2 separate regions of the Danio rerio genome follow, and region 1 is linked to region 2. The links are chromatin contacts, called in public HiCAR-type maps. All regions are on one chromosome and are shown on one strand. The core of a region is the stretch at or near the end of the contact, and the rest is flanking DNA. Distances in the headings are between cores, read along the strand shown.

Region 1 (3,317 bases), core at 746-3,245, 350 kb before region 2:
CACACTGTCTCCAAAGTTGCTTTGCAAAAACAGGAAATGGCTTTTTTTTCGGGTCATGATGTATCATGTTTGTCAAGATGATATTCAATATTTTATGTTATACAGTCCAGTACACAACATGCAGATTTTTTTGGTCACTTCGGACATTAAAGCTTGACCACTTATCTTCCAACAGCATATGCTGCCATGTCAGCTGTAAATCATCACATAGTTTCATGTAAATGACACAGTTTCAGAGACATACCCAGATAGGTAACACCCAAAAGTTTGCACAAACTCTCATTTGTGAATTAAAGCCTTCAACAACCGCTGTTCTGTACTATGAGAAAATAGCAAGATAAGAATGGGGGGAAAACTAGATTGAGAGTTGCACAATAATTAATGATCACCATAAAACAGATCATTTTATTCTATTTTTTTAATTAAAATGATTAAACTTTCTAAAATTAAAATGATATTTATGTCACAAAGTTTCTGTTTAATAAGGGGTGACCAGCTACAGATTTGAGTTATCTCTGACTGGCACATTTAATTCTAAATTGCAATCCTTTCATAATAAACAAACTCGTAAATTATTCATTAAACAGTAACTGACAGTTTGATTTTAGATAGCACAGCTAAAAACAAAACTCTTAAAGTCTGCAACAAACCAAAATAAATAGATTTTAATGGCTCACATTGCTCTTCTTGAGGTGAATGATTACTCTTTGCAAGAAATTTTGGTAATCTTTAATCAAATTTGTTTCCACTCTTGAATGTCTATCCTTCTGTAAGGCTGTTAGACAGCTCAAGTAAAACACCATAAGCCATTTCTCTACAACTGTTAGTTTGCTGTGCACAAAAGTTTGTGAGAAGGAATACTTTAATAAAACAATGCCCTTTATTCAAATTCAGATAGAAAAATGTCACAATACCATGTTAATTTTATAGGAACTTACACCTCATGCAAGATTTAAATGGTTTGGAAACATGTTAAAAGTGGGTCCCAGCTGAAATTTAGTTCAAAATACTAAATATAAACCAATTCATGTAAAACATTTCTTTGACCTTTGAGTATAATGTTGTTTATGTTTGTTTAAAATGTTATTTTCATTGGAGATACATTTTCTTCTTCTGAACAAATGTGTATTAGTTTGGTTTGTACTAAAGCATAACAGAAACTATATTTCTGAAGTGTTTGATGTCCCTCTCGTTTTAGGGGTAAAAACACAAGTTTCTGTTTAACTGCTGCAGTTTTCATGAAACTCAGTGGCCTCTATTACTGTATAATCACCGACACATCCATGGCTTTGAAAAATGTAAACAGTTTGTTGAATAATCGGCAGTAAACACACAGCACACAAATATGAACAATGAGCTGTTGTTCATATTAGGCTAACTAGTTAGCTTGAACAAATGACTCCCGAACGTTACAAAAAGTTTAAGTCACTTCATATATAAATTTAAACGCATACTCCTGTTTTAAACAACAGTTTTCTCACTTAAAAAGATAAACAATCGCAAGGTTAGTTTATGTGGAAAGCACTTTGATACACAAGCGCCGTGTTTTGACAGCCAGCACAAGTTTAGCAAGTGTCATAAAATTAGCCAATGTGTTGATATTAAGGATCCCTGTGCAATATTAGGGCGTTAATAAACAAGTTTAGACCTCTTGTAAAGTAACAAAACCGATTGAAAAATCTGCACTGGTGAAATACAAGACTTTTAAGGGGAACACAAAGCTGTTGTTAGCCGCTGTGCTAACTTAGCTCCAGTCTCGAGAGTGCGATGTGACGTCAATGAGTGCGTACGTGTCTCATTTTCAACAGGTACGAGGCAAGACGCCGAAATACTTTCGGAAACATCCAAAATACTCACGCTTTATCAACCAGCTCCCGCACTTTCCACATATTCAACATCTTGGCCGTGTCGCTGTGGCTCTCGGTCGAGTAAACAGGTGTTCCAGCCCTTGAAATCCGCTGGTCGTGCCAGTAGAGCTGTCACGAAAGCCGAAGCATGAACTCTAAAGTTACGGCGGAGGAGCGCAGGCCACACAGGTTTCTACGGAAATGCTCCGTCACTTACGGAAATTTCGTAGGCTGCTTCAGCAGAAACACTACATCCTTTCAAGATGAGGATATGACATAATATACTTTAAAGTAACCTTGCAGAAAATGGTAGAGAAGGAATATTAATTGAAGGAAACTCTGGGTATCTATTAAATATATAATTTCAAAGAAAATCAAAGAAATCTTACTTAAGATACTACATAAACTTTACCCTGTTAAGCATTTTTTAACCAGATTCATTGAAGAAATTGATGTCAATTCTTCGTTCTGCAGTGGCGCCCCCAGAAAATTTTCTTAGGGGTGGCCAGAAGAGGCCGCACCAAATCTTGGGGTGGCACACAAAAAAAAATTATGAATTCAGTGTAATGTTATATTTTTGTGTTTTTTTCAATTAATTCTTCTTGAAATATTGCTATTTATTCCTTGAAGTAATTCAAGAAGTACATGTGCAAACCAAATAAAAATCTATGTTTAGTTTAAAAACACTTTTCATATATATATATATATATATATATATATATATATATATATATATATATATATATATATACAGTTGAAGTCAGAATTATTAGCCCCCCTGAATTATTAGCACCCCTGTTTATTTTTTTCCCAAATTTCTGTTTAATGGAGGGAAGATTGTTTCAGCACATTTCTAAGCATAAAAGTTTTAAAAACTTATTTCTAATAACTGATTTATTTTATCTTTGTCATAATGACAGTAAATAATATTTTACTTTATATTTTTCAAGACACTTCTATACAGCTTAAAATGACATTTAAAGGCTTAACTTGGTTAATTAGGTTAACTAGGCAGGTCAGGGTAATTAGGCAAAGTATTGTGTAATGATGGTTTGCTCTGTAAATTATTTTTAAAAAAAATAGCTTAAAGGGGCTAATAATTTTGTCCCAAAAATGGCTTTTAAAAAATTAATAACTGCTTTTATTCTAGCCGAACTAAAACAAATAAGACTTTCTCCAGAAGAAAAAATATTATTAGACATACCGTGAAAATTTCATTGCTCTGTTAAAAATAATTTGGGAAATATTTAAAAAAGAAAATAAAAATCAAAAGGGGGCTAATAATTCTGACTTCAACTGTATATATATATATATATATATATATATATATATACTGTATAAATAACTTTTTACGTGCTTTTATTGTACATCATACGGTATATGCCATGTCTAAAATTAATGAAGATTAATGAGTTTATTATTCCCAGAGATGGGTTGCTGCTGGAAGGGCATCCACTGTGTAAAAATGTG
Region 2 (2,888 bases), core at 206-2,705:
CTCCACTATAAACACACAGAAGAAAGACAGACAGAATGATGATGGATGTATTTATAATTAAAAGCAACAATTATAGCCTATTTTGTGATTTATTATAATTGTCTCAAAATATTAAAAATAAATAGGCTAATTTTAGTTCAAATGTGCAACGGGAAAGCCCTGAAATAGCACACGTGAATTGCTTTATTAGTTTAAGAAAACAACTTGAAATATAGCTTTGTGTTTTACACAATCACTTAAAAAGTTATGCTAGTCTTTAACAACATATATTCCATTTAACATACTATTGGCAATTGTGATAAATCATAAAGTAGCTTAATTGCTCTAAATCTATACTTGAACAAACAAGTAAGCTAGGCTACTGGTATTTATTTTCTTTAAAACTCCATATTTTAGGGCAAATAAATCAACGCACTGTTGCAAAGTCATTAAAAAGCAGCCGCTATTTTAAGGCTAAAATAATAATGTCAGAAGAAATATTTTTTAAATAGTTTAAATGTGACTTGCAACTCCATCGTTTCAATGTGTCGGTGCCGACGACACGCAGGAGGATGCTACGAACTTATCGCAGCAATAAATCAATCTCTTTGTCAGCTGGTTATTAATAAGCAGATATCGCGCACTGATTAGGATGATATACATGAGCGTTTTGTGTCGTCCCAGGATGATAAGCGCCCGATATCATTCCGTCGAGCTGTTGCCGTGGCGCTGCAGACCGCCGCCGGCTTACCTCTGAGCGGCTGTGTTCGCATCCAACACTCCGGCGCCCTGCATCCATGTCCGGACAGCGTTCATCCCGGCACCGATGGGCTCCTCTTTCATACTACTCCCGCTCCTTTGAATGCTGTCTTGAATCCCGAACATGAAAACAGACTCCTGTCACCGTCTCAGTCGCTGCTTGCTTCTTTTGATCGCTCCGTTAAAAAAAGACAAGGAGAGGAGTACGGGTGAGCAGGTGTCACCGCGTTTGTCTCTATTAGCGCTTCCTCTGTGAAACCGAAAATACACCGACGTGCCAAAAGAAACGCGAGATGTCAACATCCAGGTTTGGGAACACCGCACAACAATAAACAAACAAACAAACCAAAAACTGCAAGATTAAACCGGAGGTCCCTTCGGTCTAGCGCGCGGGGGAGAGAGAGAAAGAGGGAAAAAAGTCTAATGTCACTTTAAGAAACAATAGGATCAAGAACGGGCTTCGCTGAGGGTTAGATCAAATGTCATCATCCAGAGACTATTTTTTTTCTTTCTTTATTTTCTCCTCCTTTCCTTTCCTGTCTTTCTCCACAAAGAGTATTCTCTGATCAAATCACATGAATGAGCAATATGAAATCAACCACGAGAGGTGGACCCTTGTGGAGACAGCTCCCTCGCTGTTCCCCTTGTTCAAACGGGAGTGATTTGTGTCCTTTCCCAAAGGAATCCGATTTGACTGTCTCTGGGAACTAAACACAAGCAAACTAACCCCAAAGGGAGGAGGAGGTGGAGGAGGAGGGAGTGACTGCGCACGCAGGGCCGCCCCCCAAACATAAGTAAGCCGAACTACCATTAGCTGTCCACCCAACCACGAAGCCCGTCGCCTAATTAGATATCACAGCCCGCCCTGCCCACTTAGCGAGCTGCGTGTTTAGAGGGGAAACCAGAAAGAAGTTATGCGCGCGTTAAATGTCACGCGGGGAGCTGCAGTCCGGAGCGCGCCGCGCGAGTCGAGCCAAGCTGATGTGGTTCGCATGAACGCAGAGTTGTCTTTTAATATTGTAAGTTTGTTTAAGAAACAGCACAGTGGGTTTGTTTAAATAGGGATGAGCTAGTGTTAGGGTTGTTCAGCAACTCTCTCAAGAGTTGGATGTTTTATAAAAACATTTCTGAGGGAGTTTTCGCCGCGCGCGTTGCGTTGAGGTTTGGCGCCCCTGGCAGATTTATCAGCTTTTCCAAAAGCCCTTAAAACACTGCATTATTGCTTAAAGAGAATATGATAGCTATGTCAGTATTTTTATTTCATAAATTATCAATAATGACATGTCAAACAGACCTCTGTTGCTATGGTTACCTGCTAGACGAGCGCGATGTGTGTTCTTGAGAGTTTATATTCAGGTAAAATAAATGAATTGAGAACTTTTGTAAGCTGGTAGGCTTTAATATAGCCAACCAAAACGTGGTCACACTAGGATATTCTGCTTTCTTTAAAACATCATTGTCGATTTTTTATTAGGCTAATACCATAATGTAGTATAAAGTATTATAAAGTATGAAGTATTTCATTAATGTGCGTATGAGAGACATAAACCCGAGAAATACTATGTTTGACAACCAATGTGACTAAATTTATAATTAGTGTCATAAACATTTCCAAAGAGACGTCTTAGTGCATTGCACCAACATTGAGGTTTGTTTTTTATTATTTCAGTTATCAGTAAAAAATAAACTATAAAATCCTTACTGACAAAATTATTTAATGCTTTTTAAAATTGCCTACTTTTTTATTAGTATAGATAAAGGAGCAGAATGCAGATATTATAATCCATATAACACCGCAGCGACAATAGGCTAAACGCATCAAACAAAACCGGATCATTCAGACCTAATGTTTAAACAGCATGCTTAGTCAAAAACAATATAAAACGACTACACAAAATACAATATAAGCGCAAAACAGTGTAAATAGCAGCACTTTTTTCCTCTTTTAAACAAAATCATTTTTATTAATATTTGAAATATGCTTTATTATATTTCAGAAATGTTCAAAATGAGCTTGCTCCGGATATGGATATTGCACCAGAGCTAAATGAATTGCACGGAGGAGAGAGGTCTGAGTCCGTCCTATGCAGAGCTGGTCAGGCAGAGGGGAATTGTACTCCCCTTGGGTCCTTGTATTTATATGCCACACA

What was found. HiCAR-type assays count read pairs that join an accessible place to other places.
Region 1: a contact with region 2 is called in a HiCAR-type map of caudal fin, with 4 times the contacts expected there. The contact joins the promoter of clint1a here to the promoter of ebf1a in region 2. A contact is called at or near these places in 1 of 18 Hi-C or Micro-C datasets (caudal fin) and 2 of 4 datasets of contacts at active chromatin or transcription factors (caudal fin and embryo).

The regions. Positions count from the first base shown.
Region 1 is chr14:39,968,536-39,971,852 of GRCz12tu, reverse strand. clint1a (clathrin interactor 1a) reads right to left here and starts at 1,995. Exons shown (of 12, transcript NM_001003412.1): 1 at 1,858-1,995. The coding sequence starts at 1,898.
Region 2 is chr14:39,622,948-39,625,835 of GRCz12tu, reverse strand. It overlaps ebf1a (EBF transcription factor 1a), which reads right to left and starts at 1,455. Exons shown (of 17, transcript NM_001423971.1): 1 at 731-1,455; 2 at 1-5. The coding sequence starts at 864. It overlaps LOC141377560 (a long non-coding RNA gene), which reads left to right and starts at 1,642. Exons shown (of 3, transcript XR_012389897.1): 1 at 1,642-1,757.